Linked DNA regions of Columba livia: region 1 is linked to region 2. A link is a contact called in public Hi-C data. All regions are on one chromosome and are shown on one strand. Each heading gives the region's core, a stretch centred on a gene start, on an enhancer-like site or on the middle of the called end of the contact. The rest is flanking DNA. Distances are from core to core; before and after follow the strand shown. Region 1 has its middle 39 kb from the start of TMC3. Region 2 has its middle 11 kb from the start of MEX3B.

Region 1 (4,140 bases), core at 1,266-3,765, 290 kb after region 2:
CAATTATCCTTCCATAAATATGGATGAAATAATGTATCTATTTATCCCATAAACTATTCTATTTATTCCAGCATGACTGAAATTGCAGATCTCTATGTTTTTTCCTTCTAAAATCCTTCTTTTGGCAATGCAGAGGGGGAAAAAAATCCTGCTTTGGACATGTGCGTGTTCATTACCAAAGAAAAATAGGGCAACTTCAGTTTTGCATAAAAACTGAATCTCACACAATGAGTATTTTGGATGTCTTTCAGATAGAACTTCAATCTTTCATTCAAAGTTGGTAATTTGGCTTCTCATGGATCATTTGGATTAGGGGATGGCCATAGTAACTTCATGGAACTAACCCAAGTATCTCCAGAATTTAAGGCTTTACATATTACTTGCTTCTGCTATAAAACAGAGATACCGTAATAGAGATTAAAATAGGAGCAATGGGGGTCTTCTGGATTGGAAAAAGTACTTTGAGAAGTCTTTAGAAGTCTTTGCTTAGATTTGCATCATGGCCCTTTTGTGACCTTGTATAAACAAACTTGTGCATCTAACAACTTGAAGTCTTTCCTTTAGGCAGTTGCTAGACTATTTATAAAATTAAGATTATTCATAGTTCCTGTCACACTTCAGCAAAACCTTCTGCTGACACTCCCTCAAAATTTGGCAGAAAATGAGATAAAGGCCACAGAAGGGGGTGGGGGAAGGATGTTTTCTACATTAGCAGGATTTAACTGTCACTGTGCAAAGTAGGCAATGCTGCTCTATGTATAAAATTACCTCCAAGAAAATCAGCGAGATCTTGTGTCACAATTTAGTTGCCTCTGTGGTCTATATCAATACTGGGAACTCTTGCATGGAAAATTCTCAGTACTTCAGTAGTTAAATGTTCCTTTTTGTTCTGCAGTGTATTTTTTAAGAGCAATCACAGTTTGCAATTGGTATATACTTCAAGGAGAGCTAAAAGTTATTCTAGGTGTCAGGTGGTTCTAGATATTCCACATGTTGGACAAAGTAGGTTATGACTCAGGCATAACACAATCTACCCATGTTCCTTCACCTTATTTTTTTGCTCATTTAAGGGAATTATTTCATGGATCCACTTTTGTTCCTCCCAGGCAATCAGAGCTGCTGCTGTAGCTCTGTACTTTGAAGAGGATACAGAGGAGTCCATGGTGCAAATCAGCCAAATGCTCACCCTGATCTTGGAGATTCTGTATAAATAGGTATTTAGGTTCTAATCTAGTCTTCATTTTAGCTTTAGAATACACCAATGCTGTTTCAGACATCCTGAACTGGTTATTTTTCTTTGGGAAAAGAGCAGCTAGCGTAACCATTTTTGTTTTGTGATGAAGCAGAAAATTTGGTAGAAATAAGCTGTTATAATGTGCTTTTTTATGCCTTTTTCTTTGCCCGCCTCCATAGTTTCAGTTCTTGGGTTCTCTTCAGGTTTCCAAGGATGCTCAAATAGCTGGTTCTGATGAGATGGTTATCTTTTCCAGCAGGCATTGGCTTGACATGCACCAAATCTTAGCTATCTTCCATAGGGACCAAGGGCTCAACTCTAGAAAACATAAAGTTATCTGAACACTTGTGACTGCAGTGAGATTACTCATGGGCTTAATGTGCTTAATACCTGTCTGATTCATGCTTTAATAGGAGGCTCTTTGTGCTGTAGAGGAAATTAGTAAGAGGCTTGACTCTATCACTTGTTAGGTGAAGCTCCCTAGTAATGCTCTTATCCTCAAATAGCCCCTCTTTAGGGAAAGATTCTATTTATAGAAGAAATTCAGTGATGATGGGGGAAATTTTAATGCACACTTTGTTTCATTTCCCTATGTTGTTTATTTGGAGACTTACCTTTTCTGATTATCATAAACTTGTAGGTAGCTAGAAGTGCTTTTAATATGTCATGCATCTTACTCTGTGCAAGAACAAACTCATGCTTTATTCTTTTTGCAGCAAATTGTTGCTGAGTATAGATGGCGCAGAGCATAGAGTTTCATGTGTTTTCTTTGTTTCTTCGCAGAAAAATGAAGTGACAGGTGCTTAGCCTCATTTTTCATGCTAGCTTTGCCATGCCGCTTTCACCAATAATAAAGGCAGCTGCCAGAGCTTGAGGAAATCAGGCGAAAAATTCAGCTGGCAGGTAGACCCAGTCACTTTAAGAAATGTAATCTTATGTTAGCAGATGGTAATTAAAAGGCAGAAGAAATAAAATTTTGTCTCAGTTTTCTGCACTGTTACATCAATTAAATCTGCAACAGAAATGCAAGCAGAAAATATAATTTATTTTCATGTGGTTACACAGTATGATTGTATGTAAATCTAACGATTTGTTTTGCAAAGACAATTGCAATTTTTTAAACCTAAGTAGAATAACTGATCATTTCCAGAGAGAATGTGTATGCAGTATATCTTCAGTCTTTAAGATGCTTACTTAATACAATGAAAAGCATTTCTTCCTTGTTTTCTATTCATTGTTAAGCCACAAATTGGGTTCCACTGTCTATGCACTTCCAGCTTTGAGTAACACCAATTTTAGTCCTAGCAGTTCAGTAAATGTTAGTGTGGAGAGCTAATCTAACCCTGGCCTCAGCAGGGGTGCATCCTGTTAAAAGGAAATATCCAGAAAGTGCAAGATTGAACCTGGTAAGAATTGTTATGATCTTGCAGGAAAAAGATGTTTCAACCCTGACAAGATTCCTAAGGATTTTCTGTTGCTCCTCCTATCTGTAGACATTTAGCTTTGAGGACAGAGCCTTATCATTCCTCGTATGTTACTTCTTACGGCTGCTAGGATCATGAACAACATGTGCAAATCAGTTGAAGTGTGAAATAATTACATAATTAAAGCTCATTATAGCAGCGGTGAAACTGAAATGCTGGTATAGCTATGCCGCTGTTTCTGTAACTAGCTTTGGTTTGCAGGGGGTATATGAGTCACGCATAAATATTCACTCAATTTTATAAAAATTTAGCCAATTTTGAATTTTATAGTGTAGTCAAACTTGAATGATATTTTACTAAATGCAGTTAGTCATTTTTAAAAGACATGGGGATGTTCAGTTTAAAACCGATTGAATGACTAAACATTTATTTTGTATTACTGCAGATCCGAGCCAGGTTTTTCTGTGCTGCTGAAACCACACGTCCTTTCTTACCTCTCTTGCACAAAGTCTATGTTAAAGACAATGAGAAATGACTAAGACTCGTTGCTTAAAAATGCAGTTCCCAGTCCTTCTGTCCTATTGACTGATTGCTGATGCCTCTAAGCATAATGGAAATTTTATCACCGTACCTCCCATTCTAGTGAGACTGGTATAACAAGGAACATTTTTTAAAACGTCTTTTCTTAAGCATTTAGTTGAGCAGAAATGCAAACACACTCCTTAAAGCTACAGTGATCAAAAGCATCACTTCAGATCAAGTAGTTAACTCTGATTGAGTCTGGTCACACTCCTGCTCATGTAAATATATAAAAGTCAATGATTATATAAAGATGTTGGATCTTTTTAAGTTCTTATGAGTACTAACGAATATTAGTTTTGAATCCAAGTTCACGTTTATTTCACATTTGCCCATGGAGTATCTTCAAACTTTTGCATTTAAGCAAATACATAAAATTTCCGTGAGGAATTTCACTTAAGCAACTCTACTTAAGAGAGAGAAAAAAGCTGCAAGGGGGACATCTAATTTTTTGAGAGACAACCATACCTTTCTTGCCAGGCACAAATTTCCAAGAGTGGGCTCACCAGTCATGACAAGCAAACAGGCACCATACTCTTCATTCACGTTGTATAGCACAGAGAAACCTGCAGGAATCACAGTATGGACAGCATGGAAAGTAAATGTGGGGACACAGCTTCTGGTCTAGATTAGACTGATGGTGATCGGCAATACTTTCCTAGCATAGTCTTTGAGGTTGGGTTTTGCTCTGGTTTTTATTCCAGGTCACAAAATTTGCCTCGTGGTCACCGGTGATGAGCTCTGATATCCACAGGTGCCGCCTGGAGGCATCGGCAGAGGAGGAGCAGAGACTGCAGCTCCTGTTACAGCTTGGTAACCGAACAGGTGGGGTGAGCAACGAGTGAACTTCAGCTTCTCTGGAGCCCAGGTGTTGACTTTTATAGCCACAACAGGTAACATATC
Region 2 (4,596 bases), core at 1,606-4,105:
TTAGTGAAACATGCTGAAACCAGGTATCCTGTGGTGCTGGTACTGGTCCCCTTTCCAAAGGGAAGAATCTCAAAATTATGATACTTGATATAATCTCATAATCACAGCTCTCATGAAACAAAAGACTTCTAAGAGCATCTTTCTTCAACAGTTACAGAAAAAAAGCCTCATCCAAGCGATGCACTTGCTGAACCCGCTGTGCTGCTGCAGCTGGGTCCTAGGGACAAAATCACCCTTTTCTCCAGTGACAGTCATGTGCAGAAATCCACCCTCGGCCTTTTCTTCTTCTTCTTTTTTTTCTCGCAACACCAAATTCTTCAGTTTTGCAGCATGTGAGTCAACTTGTAAAAATGACTCACAAGCTCATTTCAGCTTTCTGAATTGGGAGCTCAATTAAAATACTACTTGGAATGCACATATTGAAGAGAACGCAAAGTGTCTGTTCCTGAGTGTCAGGCATTAGCATAGCATAGCTGAAGGCCTGTCTTGAGCTAGACTGGTACTTGCCAGCAGGAAACCTTGTGTTTAATTAAGATACAAGTAACAGAAAAAATATTTTGAAAACTGACTTGGGTAAGAAAAAATTAAATTAAACTATAAATTTGCTTAATTATAAATATATCAAAATGTATTAGTTTTTAAATATTTATCTATTTATATACATACAATGCCATTGTTGGAGAGAATGTTTTATTTATAAGGCACTGAAAAGGTTGTTTTCCTGTGGGGCTACAATACCTGGCAATCAGCTTCTACTGCTGCTGGTTTGAGTTTTGAATAGACATTGTCTCAGGTTTAACTCAGTGTCATGTGGGCAGGTGCCCACACAGAACTGCAGAGGTAGCTCTTCACAGCCTCAGTCTTTGGCCTCCAGTGAACCTGCACATCACGACCAGCCGATCTTTCTGACATTGCCACCCACACACCAAAATCCTCTCTGAAAGGTGATCTCAGGGAAGAAATGGCAGTCGCAGTACTGCAGCACCAGGACAGGTCATGGGCTGACTCAGAAGTGTCAGGCCCAGCTCCCCAACACGTTTCCTTTCACAGGTGAGGACTCATGCTGCGGGTCCTGTTGATGTAGTCCTAGCACTAACTTGTATTTTGACTGGTGTAAGTCAAATACAGTCCAAAACTAGGCATCGGCCATGGCAGCACCACATTGGCCATCAGATTTTTGCCAGCAGGCAAAGGTCTCCAGAGAGAGCACATAGGCTGAAAAACATGTCATCCAAGTTCAGCAAAGGTGATGTTTGTGGTATTCACATGCGGCCCTCTAACTAACATGACCTTCTGAATATACCTCATAGCACTTTTAACCCCAAGATGTTTCTTTGGCATCACCATGAAGCTTAGGGCAAGAAGCTGAGAGCTGCAGCAAAAGGCAAGGAAACACTCCAGGAGTGTTTCAGAGCGTGATCACTCCCTGGTGTTATCTCCTCTATCCAGCCATAGCCCTTCTTTTCACAGGCTTCTGTGTGGTTGGTGCAGAAGAGGTGCATACCTAGGAGCAGTACCTGCCCAAATTCTCCTCCCTGGTCCCATGCCACCGTTGTAATTTGTGCCCAGTTTCCAAAACAGTGGGTATAAAACGGCAAAGTCTGTAAGCCCGGTGATACCATGTTACCAGGTTGAGCAAAACCCCCGGTCTCACATAAGAGGGATTCACTGACAAAAACAACAACCTGAAATCAGAAGTATTTAAATAAACAGCTATTCTGGGTTAAGTTCTTGTTGAAAAGAAGAAAATGCACAGGAATATATTTTTCTTCAAATACAAGTCTAGTAAAGATGAAGCCCAATCTTTGTTCTAGCAAGTTCATGCAAATCAGATGTGCACATACTGTTACCACTTATCAGTATGTAAATATCATATATGAACAATTGCCAGTAGGTGGTAGTGTGTGTTTTTCAGATAGGTTTGTAAGTTCGCACTGCAAGTGTTTAATGTTTGAGGTGATTTAGAAAGATCCTGTCATCTTTAATGTATGATCTCAAACCACCATTGCTTTGAATTCAGTCCCTGGTCTCACTGATTTCATAGTCCTGTTTCACAAACATCAGCCCATCTCACAGAGATATATTTTGATTTTCTTTTTCAAGCTTATGGACAAATCTAACAGGAAACATTTTGAAAAGTGCCAATTAGCATGAGGCCTGAGAATTGAAATACATGTATTCATTGGAATGACTGGATTGCTCTCTAGTGTTTCATTTTAAAAGGAGAGCTTTTGATAAATAAATGCATAATTTTAATGATTTATAAATGTAGAATTGTTCTGTCAGAGAAGTTGTTTTGAGAATTCCTGAAAGAACGCATTGGAAAAGGAGCAATACAGATACTGGACATCCAGTTCTTTCCAGTGCCTCTTCGTCCTTTGTAAAGAATTGACCATTCTGGAGGAGACAAGGGGTTTTGGTGGAAACCATCACTTCCTTGGCTCCTGTGTTATTCCTTGCTGAGAGTAACCTAAATCAATGCTGTTCCCCCAGCTCGTCAGAGAGGAAGAGATGCCCACTCTCTCTCCTGTGAGAACAGTTCATACATCTCCGATGAGCACGTCCCTGGCTGAATGTTCTTCCTTCCCTCAGGTGACGATCAGACGGCTCTCGCAGCCTGGCTGGTCTCTCTTACTGCCTTTGTTGTGCTTTTGGGAAGGGACTGAATTTTTGTTTGGCGGAAGAAGGGGATGCCAGTGGTAAAGATTCTTTCTGTGGTGTTGCCTGCCAGGAACCGAGGCAGAGGTCGGGAAAGGCTCTATAAATATTTCCGCAACAACCCAAAGGCAGCTCGCGTTTTGGTTGGTTTGTTTTTCCTGGGGTGTATGAGACTGCTCTCCTCAGTGCAGGTGTCTGATTCATGTGGGGCTTCCTTTTTCTTTCTTTTCCTACTTGTTTCCTGCCTCTGCAATTGTTGCTTGCACTCGTGGCACTTTTACTCAGCCTGGCAATCCCACTGAATGCAATTAGGTTATTTGTGCAAATGCTTTTCATCAGGAATATGCTCTGCAGAGTCAGACCTTTTGCTTCTTCCTTCTGCTTCTAACCTGGCCCTCCCAAGTTTCCTTTCTCATTGTTTTTCCTTTCACTTCTGTCTGCCTGCTGTTAGAGCAAGCTAGCAGAGAAGGAAGTGGGGGAGGGCTGTTTCTGCAGGGGTTTCAGTGCAAATAGCTGCATGGCTTATAATTTCTTGAGCAGATCAGGGTCTTCTTGGCACACACTCCGACAGACAGAATCCCTCATTGCCAGGTGGAGTTAACGTGTCTGCGCCACCAGCATCCACAAGCTACACTTGGCAGGAGTTGTAGTGAAAGTCAGGAAGGGAGTAATGGGGCCTTCTCAGGAGCAGAATTAGTGCAGCCCATAGGAGTTATGCACAGGAGATCTGTGTCTGAATGGGGCTGAACAGATTCCCATTGAGCTGAGGGAGCTGCCATCCTCCTGCACGTGGAGGAAGGCTTTGGCATATCGATGAGCCAAACTATCAAAACAGAAAGCTTCCATCTTCAGTGGTTAATGAGTCCTGGCTTCACTTTACTGCACCTGGACTGAAGTTTGCTTCTTTACTTGTTGTTTTTTGTCTCAAAGTAATGCTATGGTCTCCATTAATGCAAGAAAATGCAGTGTGAAATAAATAGGTGTTGAAGGTGATCAGGCTTGCAGCCTGCTTCCAGTCCTATGCAGCCATGTCCAACTGTTCTAGGATGGAAATGAAATCTAGTTAACCTCCCTGTTTGCCTTCCTGTATTATCTGTTGTTCTTAACCTGTTTGCTTGGGATCTAAGTTGATTGTGTGGTAGAAGGTGGGATGGAATCCAATTTTGTGAAGAAATCATTCTTATTGACTGGAAATGGTATCAAGTTAGACATACAAAGTCGGAGTCCACTTGGAAAATGCTGACCTCAACAGTTCTGCTCTACTTTTTGCGTTTCAAATGGTAACTGCTAGAGGCAAACTCAAGTAAGAGACATCGATGCTACCCTGATGTGCATCCTTCCCAGTATATAAATGTATTTGTTACTATATTGCTAAAGGAAAGAAGATTAGTGAAAGTGGGTTTCATGCTTGGAGATTTTAATGAGAAATGTAGACTATTAAAAGGAGGGATCTCAGGGTCAGAAGCTGGTTGCATCACGTGGAAGGCAAGAAACCACACAGTAGTGGTGTTGCAGAAATGAGAACAGATATGTTGATTTAGCAATTGAAATCAGCCATTCTGAAGGCTTTTAAATTGTGTTTTGTTTGTATAGAAACAAATAGTCCATCCTGGAGCAACAGGATCTCTGCTGGATGTTTCTGTTTCTTCTTACTGGGTGCACTGGTGACATCACGCTATGTGGTGATAGGTCTCAAAACTCCTCTGAGTTTTCTATTCAGAATTAAGGAGGAGAGTAGGAGGCAGCTTTAACTAAGTGCACACAATATATAATCTGTGAATGAATACAAAATGTGAGCTAGATGGGACACTGTTCCTGTAACAGGACCAACTCATCAACACTACAGCACACTAAAAAATGAGATAGTCCTTCTCAAATTACATGTAACATGTGCTTGTGCTCAGAAATGTACCTCAGCTCATACACGCAAATTCCCTT

What was found. A called contact is a pair of places that touch in the nucleus more often than the background predicts.
Region 1: a contact with region 2 is called in a Hi-C map of crop, with 3 times the contacts expected there. The contact joins two enhancer-like sites. A contact is called at or near these places in 2 of 2 Hi-C or Micro-C datasets (crop and liver).

What each region holds. Positions count from the first base shown.
Region 1 is chr11:4,219,531-4,223,670 of bColLiv1.pat.W.v2, forward strand. No RefSeq gene overlaps it. Among named protein-coding and RNA genes, the nearest start is that of TMC3, 39 kb to the right of the region's middle. Within about 2 kb of position 2,516, at least 1 of the 3 cell types and tissues checked has an H3K27ac peak away from gene starts, as active enhancers do.
Region 2 is chr11:3,929,971-3,934,566 of bColLiv1.pat.W.v2, forward strand. No RefSeq gene overlaps it. Among named protein-coding and RNA genes, the nearest start is that of MEX3B, 11 kb to the right of the region's middle. Within about 2 kb of position 2,856, at least 2 of the 3 cell types and tissues checked have an H3K27ac peak away from gene starts, as active enhancers do.